2 separate regions of the Sus scrofa genome follow, and region 1 is linked to region 2. Evidence: chromatin contacts called from public HiChIP or PLAC-seq data. All regions are on one chromosome and are shown on one strand. Each heading gives the region's core, a stretch centred on a gene start, on an enhancer-like site or on the middle of the called end of the contact. The rest is flanking DNA. Distances are from core to core; before and after follow the strand shown.

Region 1 (7,541 bases), core at 2,796-5,295, 430 kb before region 2:
AAGCCAGACACAGAAGAACAAATACTGCATGTTACCATCATGTGAGGAATCTAAAATAATCTAAGTCATAGAAGGAGACAGTAGATGAGTGGTTTTGGGGGGGCTGGAGGGAGGGAGAAGTGGAGGAGGCGTGTGTCAAAGGATACAGAGTTTCAGCTATAGAAAATGAAAAAGTCCTAGAGCTCTACTGCACAGCATAGCGTCTACAGCTAACATTACTGTATTATATATTTAAAATTTTGATAAGAAGGTAAGATTTTATGTTTAGTGTTCTTACCACAAATAATATTAAATAACGGGGGAGACATTTTGGAGATGTTGGGTAGGTTTAAGCATACATTATGGTGGGGTATTACTTATTTCTAAACTCATCAGGTTGTACTCATTAATTATGCACAGCATTTTGTATGTCAAAAAAAAACAACCTAATAATCAATGAAGAGTTTTTTAAAAGTATCTTTCTTGGGAGTTCCCCTTGGGCACAGCTGGTTAAGGATCTGGCTTGTCACTGCAGCTGCTCAGGCCATTGCTGTAGCAGCGGTTAAGTCCCTGGCCTGGGAACTTCCGAATGACATGGGTGTGGCCCAAAACCCCCCCCAAAACCCAAAACCAAACAAACAAAAATGTATCTTTTTTACTCTCTACTTTTGAGGAAATAAAGTCAGATGGATCAATCACCTAAAACTGTAAAACAGGAAGCCACAAACTATTGCAAATAAATGTGAGAAATTTCTCTCACAAGTTTGTACAGGAAAAGAACTGTCTCTAAGAAACTCAAAATGAGATTAAAGTCAACTATATAAAGATTAAGACGAAAACTCTAACTGGCAAATATCACAACAAAGATAAAAAGCAAACTAGAAGAAAATACTTGAAATATAAATCACACTTAAAAGCACGATTTCCCTAATGTAAATTTCTTATGACACAGACACAATAATAATAATACAAATGCTTAAGAAAACCTGTAGAGAAGCTCACAGAAAATAAACTACAAATTACCTGTAACTCTTAAAAACATCCTCACTCACAATAAGAGAAATGTAAATTTAGAGATTTCTTGTTTTCATTCCCAGGCATTTGCTAAGTGGCCACACCTCATGAATAGGACTGTCTCCCCTTCCAGGAACTGAGTCCGCTCTCCCATCTCTCGGGCCATTCCTCTTCAGTCCCTTTGCTGACACATCTCCCTAGACTGACTTCTGCATGTCGCAGTCGTTTGGCATCGGTTGTGCCCTCTGTCCTCTTCAGTACTCCTCTTCCCTTTGGTGGGACCTAGGAGTCAGGGTCAAGTACCACCTACATGCTGATGTCCCCAGATACATATGGCTAATCCAGCTCACACACCATGTCCTCAGAGACTCAATTCTCACTAAGCAGTTCAGTCTGGTACCACGCTCATCTTCACTCCCCACATACAACCCTTCAAAAACTGCTAACCACTCACCCCAACAGTGTCCTGAATCTTTCTGATTTTGCGTACAGGTCTGCTCACCATTCTGTTCAAGCCCACCCATTTTGTCCCTGGATCACAGCAACACATACCTGAACCTCTCCTGCGTTTACAGTTTCATTATGTGTTTCTTTGAGGCTGGGCTCTTTCCTCTCCTTGTCCTGACACCTTGATGTACCCGTGTACTACCTGGGCTTGCCTTAATAGAAGGGCACAGGAAGTTTTCCTGTGATGCTCACGGTAGAAAGAAGAAACGCAGGAATTCCTGCTGTGGCTCAGAGGTAAGGAATCTGACTAGTATCCATGAAGACGCTGGTTCAATCCCTGACCTTGCGCAGTGGGTTAGAGATCCATTGTTGCTGTGAGCTGTGGTGTAGGTCGAAGATGCGGCTTAGATCCTCTGTTGCTGTGGCTGTGGTGGAGGCTGGCAGCTACAGCTCTGATTCACCCCTAGCCTGGGAACTTTCATATGCCACGTGTGTGGCCCTAAAAAAAAAAAAAAAAAAAAAAAAAAAAAAAAAGAAGGGGAAGGAGAAGTGGGGAGGGGAAGGGGAGGGAAAGGGGGGAGGGGGAAGGGGAAATGTAAAAGTCTTAAAGGGATTTTAAGCCCAGTGCTACTCTTGCCAGCTCTGGATGCCCTTGTGCAGAAGATCAATTCCTAACTCACCCAAGTCAGGGAGAAGAAACACATGCAAACCAAAAACCCCAGTCAACCACCCTGCTAGGCATGGTTCCTGCTGCTTTTCCTGGGGTTCACAGAACCACAGGAATGCAGACACTAAACCAGGTAGAACAACCAACAGTACACTTCACAGACATGCCCTGGAAGGCCCTCTATCTGCTTGTAGTCTTGCTCACTTTCAATCCAAGAGCGTGCCCTTATCCCACTGGTTCTCTGCCTAAAACAAACTAGTCCCTTTAGTTCTGCCTGAAACTTTTTGGAGATGTCCCTCACTCACAAAATAAAACCCATGCTCCTGCCAGGGCCCTGTGTGTTCTGCTCCCTCCCCTGGTGACTCTTCAGCATGTTGAAGTAAACATATGTTAAGACACAATGTAGAAAAGAAAGACTTACAAAGTAAAAAACAGGGAGGGGGAATAAGAAAGTAATTATACTAATAGAATTGTTTGGTCAGAAGATATGCAGTTTGCAAAAGGAAAATAAAACAGAAGGTAACATATGTTTGTGTCAAGTAAGTAGGAGAGATAATAGCTACTATATTTCCAAGAAAGAAGAAATCTTTTGAATGAGATGGAGTAAAGAATAAACCTTAAGGTAATTGCCATCAGGATGGTAGAGAAGATAAAAAAACTCCCTTTATGAGGTATGAAGTTCCAGTTGTAAAGTAAGTCAGTCCTGGAGATGTCATGTACAGTATGGTGACTATGATTAATAATACTGTATTGTGTATTTTGAAAGTTGCTAAGAGAATATGCTATGGAATGGCCGTCGAGACTCTCTATGGAAACGTGGGCATTGTAGAAAAGTCTAGCAGAAAAGTCTGCTAGAACTCTCAGCAGTCCTGTGTTGCATCATGCCAGGAGCTACTCCTCCTCTAACTCTAAAACAGGAAGCAAGTGTGAAAGATACAACTATGTCCATTTAAACAGGAAAACGGAGGATCAAAGAGGCCAAAAATTAGTCTTAGGGAGTAAAGAAGACAGGATGGATGAACACCACTTCACTTCCTGGATGCAACATGCTCACTACATGAAATTTCATTGAAAGGTTTATACTGGGTTTTTTTTAGTTTTATTGAAAACCCAAAGTATCTTGAGATCGGAGAAATAATGGTATTTCTAACATGTTTTCTGAATCCATTACTACAAAAGCGTATTTTCACCCATGCCATTCCTGAATCCTGAGTCACCTTTGCCGTTTTCCTTGACTGTATATGTTCAAGTTTTATTGTCTCCCATCACTTGTCTGTGGTTTCTCGAGTTTCCTCTTCTCTACTCCTGTGGGTGCACTTTGTCCTTTCCCTGCTGAATCATTTGTCAAGGGTCTGCCATTGGACAGTCATCCCTCTCCTCTACACGGTGAACCCAGGACACAAGACCCACTCATTTAGTGTTTTGGCGCCACCAGCTGGGGACCACAGCTGGACAACTACTGACCCTGCTCTGAACTAGGCACCTTCTTATAGATTCTTCCTTTCAATGGAGAAGGGCTTGGCAATAAGAGTTCTTTTATCTTTCTTTTTGTTTTGTATCAAATTTGAAATGTGCTGTAACAGACTTTCAATAGAGCTTCTTAACAAAATATTTGTACCTGTGCTGGGTTATCAAATGCTCACACCCCCCTGTAAAATAGAGTCTAGCACCAGCAAATCACAATGTGAAAGCTTGTTTTTCCTCCCACTGCCAATTGACAAATCCCTTTCACTGAAGCCACCTGTATCCCACTTCCTCCTTGGCTTGGGGAGGAAGGGAGGGAGGACATAGGCTTGGGAACAGCACATGGAGTTCTTGGCAACAGCCTACAGATGTCAGAAGTCAAATCCAGATGGAGAGTAGAGGAAGATGCAGGGAACTTGAGGAGTTGGGTGGAGGTTTGGTAATTACTTGGCCCTGACAAACTAGAGAAGGCAGTCCAGAGTGATCTGGACATATTTCTCTGCGCCTGGTGATCCAAAGTACAGCACTGCCCCGCCTGAGCGAGGGGGTGAGTTCTACGTCAGGCCTTTCTTCTTCTTCTTCCCCGCACCCACCCCCCCACCCCGGCGCTCGAGCAGGAGATGACTAAGTCATATGTTTCAACAAACAATGTACCTTATTTGCATGTTGGCTCCCATTCGTCGCTGCCCAACCAGGTGACTCAACGCGAGGGTACAAAAGTCAGCACCGTCTACCCACCAAAGCGTTGAGAGAACTAGCCGGAGAACTAGCCGGAGTGCGAGAGAGAAGAGACTGAGTACTGCCGTGCATTCCTCTAGTGGCAGGGGTGATCCAGCACCCAGAGAAAGACATTCCCAGAATTTCCAGAGCATTCTCGGTGGCTCTGCTGACTATCACTATGCGGTGGCCAGGACAGCGAGCACCCCTCAACCGCACTGGGCAGTGGGGACAGAGTGCACCCACCACCTCAGGTGCCCAGGCGGGGTGCGCCCCCAGCCGCCAGTCTTGGCTCCAGGACCCCCGGGCTCTCATCTTCGTCGTCTTTGGTGTCTTGTGGTTGGTGAGTCCCCATTGGGGGTCCTGGCTCGGGGAGGGGAAGGCGCGCCTGGTGGTTGGGAGGGAGTGGGAATAGGGTTAGGGACAAGGCGAGGTGCCCTCTTGGGTTGTGTTGGAGCTGGATCAGTAGCGGACAGAGTGGGGGGATGGAGCAGCATCATAGCCGGTGAGACCGACCGGGACCCAGATAGAGAAAAGCCCTCTGGCCTCGTGAGCTCTCTCAGGGGTAAATTCCAGGGATCAAGGCTGAGGTGGAAACTCCCTGGCAAGCTGCCCGGAGTGGCAGAGACTGGCTGTCTTTTCTTTCTTTACTGTTTTAACTTATGCCTAAATTCTAAAACACACTCATGGCAAATCAAAACAGCAGCCTGAGAAGAAGAATCACTCTGCTGCCTGCAACTCTTTTTGATCTAACCCCTGAGTTGGAGGCAGGTTCCCAGTTCCTTCTATTCACGTTGCCTTGCGGCTAGGAACCTTGCATCATCCAGCCTGGGAGGGGATCTGCTACTTCCTTTCCAGAAGCTGGTGAAGCAAACAGGAAAATACATGGTGATGCACATCCTGAAACCCCTCTCAATGGAAAGGCTCTGCCCCTGTACTTTCCAGGCTCCTTATATTAAAAAATAATAATAATAATAAATAAAGGTCAAATCAATATTACAGGTGTCATGAAGTTTTAAATGTTTTCATTGAACAAATTAATTCAAAATTCAGAGAATAATATTTATAATCAGAAAGGGATTACAGAATTTATTTTTTTTAATTAATCTAGGAGTTCCTTTATGGCTCAGTGGTAATGAACCCGATTAGTATCCAGGAAGATGAGTATCCAGGACTAATCTGAGCTCAGCCCTCACTCAGGTCCTTGCCCTGTGTGTGTGTGATGTGGCCCCATTTTGGTCTATGCCATCCACCCTAGGTTTTTCTCTCCTTCCAAGTGGGAACTGAGAGGTCCAGAGGTTCAGAAGCTCATTCAGGCCCTATGAGTCCTGGGACTGCAGCTGAAGAGGGCAGGCCTGCTCTGTTTCTTCCGGCTCTGGGGCCCTGAGTCCCCACTTCTTCATGTGAAATGGGAGGAAGTAAAAGTCTGCAGGGGCCTCTGTAAATGGCGCAGGGCTGTGTGAGGCTGTGTGGGAGGATGAATCACATTCTCAGGTGTCCATCACTCCGGTGCTGGGAGGGCCACAGGGTAAGTGGTCTCCTCCCCACTCCTGCAGTGGCTTCCACCAGTCTGTACTGGCTACGTGGTATCAGCTGCCTGAGGTGGACTCAGGAGCTTCTGAAGGCCAGGGTGGAAGGCTGTGCTGGAGAGGGTCATGAAGGAACACAGAAGAGCCCAAAAAGCAGGTGACAACAGTGATGGCAGTGCAGAGCCACGGGCCAGGTGTGTCCACATGCTTACAGTTGTCCCTCTGGTTAGCATCTTGCACAAGTGCAGTTTGAATAGTGAGCAGGAAAGGTTTTCATCCATGAGGCTGCCGGTGGCCAGTCTCCCCCTGGCCCCTGCTCAGAAGGCCTCGGTCCCTGTCCTTGGACCACTTTCCCTCAACCAGGGATGGAGAGAAGTGTGGCTCCACCTTCTGAGTCAGGGCTGGGGGAGTGGGGCCAGTGACATGCCTGAAGCATGTGCTCCTCGGCAGCTATGTCCTGCACTCAGCCAGGGACTGGGCATCCATTATTCACTATAATTTTCCTAACAACTTGGGAAGATGGGAATGATCTTTAAGCTGTGTGTACTGTGGAGAACATGAGTTTCAGAGGAATAAATTTCTGATATTTTTGGACTGACCCAGCAGAATCTGCACCCTACACCACAGCTCATGGTAATGCCAGATCCTTAATCCACTGAGCCAGGCCAGGGATCGAACCCACAACCTCATGGTTCCTAGTTAGATTTGTTTCCACTGCGCCATGATGGGAACTGCTTCTAATGGCAAGTGTACTTTGACCTGGGAATAGCATCTCCTGCCATTGCTCTTCAGGATGTATGAGAAGTGGGGGAAGGGAGAAGGGCTCTAACACTTCACACAACCACCTTGGACATTTAGAGGAGGTGAGATAATTACAGTTTATGGATGAGAAAATATAGCTCGGAAAGGAAAAGTGTCTAGGCTTTGACTTAACCCAAATCTATAGAAAAGAAATGAGTGGGAAAGAGAAATGACAACTTTTAAAAGATACAGGGACAAGACAATCAGCCTCAAGGTTCTTACAATGATGGGTCTCAAATGAATGGCATTCAACCAGAAGAAATTGGTAGGTTGCGAGAAGAGATAGAAGAATTAAAAAGTAATCAGGAACTTACAAAACCAGCTGGCTGAAAAGGACTCTTTGATTGAAAATTTGAAATCTTCCCAACCATCACCTGGCACAAATGAAGAGTCTTCAGCAACAGATTCAGCAAGAGATTCTGAACAAATAGCAGACTTGAAACAGGAACTGGCAACATTAAAGTCTCAGTTAAATTCACAGTCTATAGAAATCACTAAACTACAGACAGAAAAGCAGGAGCTGTTACAGGAAACAGAAGCATTTGCAAAATCACTTCCTGAACCAGAACGGAGTGAAACTGTTAACAGCTGCAAAAACTACTGATGTAGAAGGAAGACTGTCAGCATTATTGCAAGAGACTAAAGAATTAAAGAATGAAATTAAAGCTCTGTCTAAAGAAAGAACTGCTATTAAAGAGCAGCTGGATGAATCTAACAGCACCATTGCCATTTTACAAAATGAGAAAAACAAGCTCAGAGGTGGACATTACAGATTCTAAAAAAAGAACAAGATGATCTTTTGGTGCTGTTGGCTGATCAGGATCAGAAAATATTTTCATTAAAGAATAAACTCAAGGAACTTGGTCATCCAGTTGAAGAAGAGGATGAACTTGAACCCGGAGACCAAGATGATGAGGATGATG
Region 2 (6,751 bases), core at 808-3,307:
CCCTTGACCAAAGTAAGGTTTCTGACCAGCTTTCAGGGCACAGAGGCTTCCCTCCCATCCCTTTCCAACTCATGTGCCAAGGAGAGATGAATACCTGGTTGGAGAGCGTTTGCACCTTGACAGCATTCCAGGGCACTGCCTGGCCTGGGTTGTATGCAGCCTTCACCAGCACCTTCTCACCCAGCTGGGGCAGCCGGCCCTTCACCACACTGCCAGCACACAAGCCAGGAGACCCAGTCAGGAGAGAAACCCTGGCCCAGCCACCCTGACTGTCTCTATGAGGACTTTCCCATCAAGATTTCTCACACCACGCATAAAAAAGCAAAGCAATGGCTTTAGAGGGGACCCACCAGCATGGTGACAGAACTAAATCCAATAAGCATTTCCGGAAGAGGACCAGCCTCAAGCCTACCTTAGCTGAAAAAAGACCTCTTCGTCCACCACCCCAAAGTAGTCGTGCAAGCTTGTAACAATACCAGTGAAGACCCGCTGCTTCTCCCCACCCTGTAAGAGATGAGGGCAGTTTAAAGGTAACAGGGAGCACCTGTCCACACTCTGCCACTAGCATCTCATCTTTATCCATCCCCACCCCAGCTCGATTAGAGTACCGCATGGAGTTTCCTATGGAAGAAAGCATACGTGAAAAACAGGCATATCTACTGCCCAAGGGGGTGGGGGGTTCATGCTGGAAGGATTTTCAGTTCTTTAATTCTAAGAAGCACCCTAAAGATTTTCCAAGAGCCAGAACCTAGGGCTCCCCAGTCAGAGGTGCCTAGTCACCTCCAGACTGCCCCAGGACAGGCGTGTCAGGAAGGATGAACACTGTGATGTCCGAATGAATGCACTGGGCAGCCATGCACTCTGGGGTAGCCCCAGGTGCTGAAACTCACTAGAGAGGATGCCCAACCTACCTGAAGATGCCTGGCATTTTGAGACAGGTCTGTGGCCACAGGAGGAGTGAGCAAACCAGGAGGAGGACCCAGAAGAGATGTTGAAGCTGCGCCTATTGTGACAGAGAAGCCATCTAGGAACAGTACCTACCATCCAAAGTACTAGAGGCAGCGAGAGGATACAGTAAACCCAGAGGGCAAAGTGGATCCAAGCAAGTTCCACCCAGGGTTTCGCTGACAACCACTCTGGTCATCTCCTATTTTCCTAAAAAATATCAGCAGCAAACTGCACTGCACCAGGGAAACCCCAAAAGCCTCATTTTAAAAGAAGACTAACTCCAAAGCCCATACTTCCCAGTATGAGGCCAGGTAGAGATAAAGGTGATCACCTGAGAAGTTGCGTCCCCCTGGAAGCGGGTTGATCCGCTGGCGCTTAAACTGGGACATTGGGAATGCTGTCCTCTTTCAGAGTCTTGGGAAAAAACCTTCAATCGGAAAAGAAATTAACAGCTCACAGAGAAAATTCCCATCTACCCCCCAAAAGGAACTAAGGGTCTTAAAGAAAGTGGCGAGATGAATACTGAGAATGAATGGAGAAGATGGATGGAGAGAATACAGAGGAGCAGGAAATGGAGAAATTACAATGTTCCAGTGTGCCCTCACAGTAACCTAGCGGTGGGTGATACTGTATTGCTCTTTCAAAAACAGGAAACTGAGGCTCGAGGGACTGAGACTTGCCCAAAGCCACATAACCAGGTAGGGACAAAACCAGGACTCACACCCAGGTCTCCGACAACTTAGCGCTCCTCTCACCATGCCACGCCACCCTCAGATGGTTGGGGAGAGTAGGGGGTTGGAAAGAGCCCCGGTGACATTCATTCATTCAAATACATCCGCCAAAAGCTCCACGCAAGGCCCGGAAAAATGGAGGAGGCTGGTGCCGGAGAGATGGTGTGGGCCCTCTCCCCGGAAGCCCGGCCCGTTGTTCCCGGACGGGTTGGTGGGAAGACAGCTCCGTGGCCCGGCCGGACGCGAATCCGGCTGCGCGCCCGCCCTCCTGCTCCCGCGCTCCCTGGCCCTCGGCTCCTGCCTCAGCAGCCTCCAGCTCCTGGTCTACCGGCCAGACAGCGACCGGCCACCGTGGGAGGACGAAGGCGCGCGGTTTCTCCTCCTCCCGCCCGCCCCCAGGGCCGAGGCCGTTGCCAGGGAGACGGGACTTGCAGTCCGAAGGGGGGCTCGGCCCCTTCTGCGCCCGGTGCATCTTCGCGGCCCGGCCCTCGCAGCCCCTCGGCCGGGGGAGAGGTGAAGGGGCAGAGGGGCGACGGAAGGCCCCCCAACCCACCTGCGGGCCAGGGCCGCGACACCGGGGGGACAAAGACACCCGGAACCACCACAGCCGCTGCTGCCGCCGCCACCGGAAGCGCCTCTCCGGAAGAGCGACCACTGGTCGGAAGCTGCCACTCTCCCGGATATGGTCCCTCCCTCCTCTCCACCGACCTCTCCCTGCCCCCACGCCGGTCTGCCATCCCGCTCCAACTGCGGAGCGGAAGTGCGCCTTCCCCCGTCGGATGCGCGTTAGGAAGGCGTGTCTCGGCGGTGTCCTCGCTTAAGTGTCCCATTAGAAAAGCAGGCTTCAGAGAATTGGTTCCTAGTCCAAAGACAGCTGGAGCTGGACAGCCCCCCTCCCCCAAAAAAACATAAGGGAACACCTACCACCCCCACATTGGCAAACCCCAAGATCGCAGCAGCAACAGAACTAGTTGACTTCCTCCTGACTGAAGGCGGAGGATCCCTAATCAGTGGCCATCTCTAGGAGAGGTTCCAGTGCCTTACCCAACCAATGGGTAAACCCCATCCCTAGCCCTACCCTTCCATTGACCAGGCACCCACACCCACACACACTTCCCATCCTCTGGGTACCTGCAGGAGACTATGCTTCCCCCCATCCTCAAATAACAAAGAGCTAGGAACCTAATCTAGTAAGATAAACATCCATGATAATTAGGTATACATTTATAAAGAGGTCTTGTGGTCATTTTCTTTAGTTCTTACATCAACCCTTGGGGAACAGGCAGGTCTGGAACTGGTGTCTTAATTCTCAGATTTGAAACCTGGGGAACTCCAATGAAATGACTTGCTCAAAGTCTTGCCATTTTAGTACCCATTAGCAATACCAGTTCCCCCTTATGCTCTTACCTTCCCATCATCCCTCCTGTTTAGCTTCCCTCCAACACCCTTTCCTAATCATTTAACATGCACGAAGCACTTTGAAACAGCTTGATCTCATATTATCCTCATAACAAGCCTGTGAGGTTGGTAGGGCAGGCATCATTATACCATTTGGGAGATTGAGAAGGTACAACTCAGAAAGGTTAGGGGTTTTGTCGAGGTCTAATGGCTAGTATTGGCCCCTGGTTTCAGCTGTGATATGGAAAGGCTAGTAAGGAGTAAAGCAGCTGAGAAGAGACCTTGAAGATTACTCTGCTGTTCTGCTTGCTGTCTTGACCCTCCCATCCCTGGCGCAGTCTTCAGGGCCAAGATTTGGCCAAGGGACTGCCCTGCTCTGTCCTGGTCTGGTGAAACAGAGCAGAACTCCATGGTCCTTTCCCACCATGTCTTCCACCTGCTTTTGTCTGTAGAAATACTTTGGCCAAAGGATAAGTTTAATCAGAGACATGAGAAAATACAGACAGAGGAAAATAAGGCCAAATAGCAATGGTTTACCCATTAAAGAAAGCCAAGGACTTTTAGTTCCTCCTCAAAGGCTATAGATAATATTCTGAGCCATATCCTTCCAGCTGTCTTTTAGATACTGAAACCCTCATTAGGTGGAAGAACTTAACTACATAACTACCAGGCCATAGCCATGACATAAGCTGCCACAATTCCAAGAACTAGCTCTTCAAAGAAATAGGAATAAACCGACCCTAGAATTGAAGATTAACTGTACTTAAGATGACGCTGGTCAGTCCACACTGCAGGACCAATTTCAGGATGACTGTCAGAGCTGACCATACTGTTTCTGCACCCAGCCCCCTCCCTCCACCTATACACCCCGGAAACTCCCCTTTAAAAGCTTTTGTCAGAAAGCTTAGGCAGTGGGTTAAGATCTCAACTGCAGCAGCTCAGTTCACTGCAGAGGTACAGGTTCAATCCCCTGGCCTGAGGCAGTGAGTTAAAGGATCTGGCACTGCCACAGCTGTGGCTTGGATTCAAGCCCTGCTCCGGGAACTTCCATAAGCCACAGGTGTAGGCATGAGGAGGGGGGAAAAAAAAATAGTCTTTCCCTGCTGGTTGTCAGTGGGGAGAGTCAACCTTCGGACATGAATCTGCCCTCCTCCCCAGTTGCTGGCCTCCAAAATAAAGCAAACTTTCCTTTCCACCAAGTTTGCATCTTTATTGACTTTAGAGCAGCTAACAACTGGACCCCACTTTCGGTGGGCCTGCCCACGCAGTATGAGAAGGCAGGACTCCAGCTCAGTAAGTGTCCGCTCAGGAATGAAGGTCAGTTCCATCCTTCTGCAGTCACTTCATCCTGGAAGACTGACTTTTTTTTTTTCCCCTCTTTTGTTCTTTTTTAGGGTCGCACCCACAGCAGATGGAGGTTCCAGGCTAGGGGTCAAATCAGAGCTGTAGCCACCGGCCTACGCCAGGGCCATAGCAACACCAGATCCAAGCCGTGTCTGCGACCTACACCACAGCTCCAGCTCACGGCAACACTGGATCCTGAACCCACTGAGTGAGGCCAGGGATTGAACCCGTAACCTCATGGTTCCTAGTCAGATTCGTTTCCCCTGCGCCATGATGGGAACTCCCGGAAGACCGACTCTTTGAGTGCATGATTCCAGAAAGATGGTTGGATCCAGTTGGATCCAGCCAGTTCACAACACTGACAGTCCCACAGATATATACATATATATCATTTTGCATAAATATACATCTGCGATATGCTGGGTGCCGATAGATCGCCGTGCCAAACACACTCCATGGGTGCCAGATAAATAAGTTCACATTGCCTAAGCCCAGGGATTTCTGGCAGTCAGGGAGGAGCCTGAGAGCTGCTGCACCTGAGGCCTCGCAGGGGCCCAGGGCTCCTCGGCTGCTCAGAGAAACTCAGCCCTCGCCTCAGAGAGGAAGGTGAGGTCAGCAGCTTTTCCCGGCAGTGTCCCGAAGCAGCAACAGGGCAAAGGGCGAGGAGGAGGACTTCACTGCACTCCGCTGACCCGGGGTCACGTCCCTGCCTGCACCAAGAGGTCTCAACACACTGAAAGGTTTTTGGCTCGTTGCTTCTTAACCACTAATGATGGCATAAAGGTCTTCCGGAGGGGGTGGCACGGAGGCCTGTCAGGGAGGTCACCTGATGCAATCCTGTGGGGAAAGAAAGGAGGCACTAGGCTAGGAGGCAGAAACAAAGGCAGCGATGCCCCAGAGTTGACCAAGCATCGTGAGAAACCTGGGGATAGTCATTGACATGGATAATTCCCCCTGGAGAATTATTCAGTAAAGACCCCCACCCCGATCCCCCAGCATCCACCTCGGAATCCTGTACGCCCTACCTTGCTCTCCTGGGAAAACCTGGGGAGGTGACCTAGGTTTCAGCCTTGAGGAATGAGGGCTTGCTGGGCTGACATGAGGATTTCCCATCTTCCGGTCCTGGCTCTGCCACTGACTCACCATGTGGCCTTGGGAAAACAACGTCCCTCCCCTGCTCAGTCCTCATCCTCCTATCTGCAGATGGGGCACTTTAACTGCTTTTTGGTTCTTCCAGCACCCTCTCCAAGTCTATGTCTCTCAGATTTTGCAGGGACAAAGGAAACTAGTGGCAGTGTAATCTCAGCAGCCTAGTTCATCAGGCTTCTCCCTCTGCCCTACTCTGGGCTGAGCCCCAGGACTCACCTGGGGGCAGGGCCATCAGGAGGGGCAGGGGGTTCAGCAGGTCGAAGGCTCCTCCACCGGATCCGGTTGAGCAGGACCTTGACCTTGTTCCAGTGGGAGAGATCCCGCTGAGCAGAGGGTGGGGGGGGGTGTCACCCAGAGCCCCTCCCCACAACATACCCCTGACCAAGCTCCCAGAGTTAGTTGTCATCACAGCCAGGACAAGTCACCTGCTCCAAACAGGAATCCTCTCATTTTCCAGCCTTCAGGGTATCCACGCATCCCCACCCATCCTGCCACCTGGCCCCACATATATCCCTCCCCTACCTTGTGTCCCTGGGAGGATGGAAAGGTATGAGCTGGCTCTGCCGGGGCCTCTGACAGCCTGGGAGGCCTGGCACTGGGCGCGCCTGCCTTGAGGGGTGAAGCTGTTTTTGCTCCTTCAGAAAGAGAAGCAGATTACTCAAGGCCAGAAACAGGAAGCAACCCGCCCAGCCCAGGGCTCAGGAGGTCTGCTGGTGGAGCCCTGGGCAGGCAGGACACAGAGGGAGACACAAAACCCCTCACCTGTCTCTGTTTGGCTGAGTTGCTCCCATGGCCCATGTACCTCACTGCCTGGGGTGTGAGAGGGTGGGAGTGAAGGGGCCAGGGCCGACTCCTTCTCCTCTTCAGGATCCTGTGCACAGCAGAGATGGGCCTCAGGGCCTGGCTAGGAGGCCAGAGCTGTTCTGAAGGGCATCCTGGTTCTGGGGGTTCCACCCCTCCTCCGCCTCCCCACTCACCTGCCCGCCTGCTTGCCTGAGCGCCCACAGCTCACTCACCCCCAGGGCCCTCTGAGTCTGCAGCTGCAGGCACAGCTGCTGCAGCCTTGCCATCTGCTCCAACACCAGGCACAGGTGTTCCAGGTAGCGAAGACCCTGCCCAGGAAGGCAGGCCCAGGCCTCAGGCCCCAAGCCCTCCACCTGTGGCACAGAGTGAAGAGGGGA

Evidence for each region. HiChIP or PLAC-seq counts read pairs in DNA pulled down with a chosen protein or histone mark.
Region 1: a contact with region 2 is called in an H3K27ac HiChIP or PLAC-seq map of alveolar macrophages. The contact joins the promoter of LOC100624226 here to the promoter of CCAR2 in region 2. A contact is called at or near these places in 1 of 47 Hi-C or Micro-C datasets (embryonic fibroblasts) and 1 of 2 datasets of contacts at active chromatin or transcription factors (alveolar macrophages).

The regions. Positions count from the first base shown.
Region 1 is chr14:7,288,502-7,296,042 of Sscrofa11.1, reverse strand. LOC100624226 (tumor necrosis factor receptor superfamily member 10B-like) reads left to right here and starts at 4,045. Exons shown (of 9, transcript XM_005670430.3): 1 at 4,045-4,631. The coding sequence starts at 4,470. It overlaps LOC106505885 (a long non-coding RNA gene), which reads right to left and starts at 1,818. Exons shown (of 2, transcript XR_001300721.2): 1 at 1,546-1,818.
Region 2 is chr14:6,855,358-6,862,108 of Sscrofa11.1, reverse strand. CCAR2 (cell cycle and apoptosis regulator 2) reads right to left here and starts at 2,057. Exons shown (of 22, transcript NM_001206340.1): 1 at 1,670-2,057; 2 at 1,280-1,375; 3 at 912-1,003; 4 at 413-504; 5 at 95-209. The coding sequence starts at 1,337.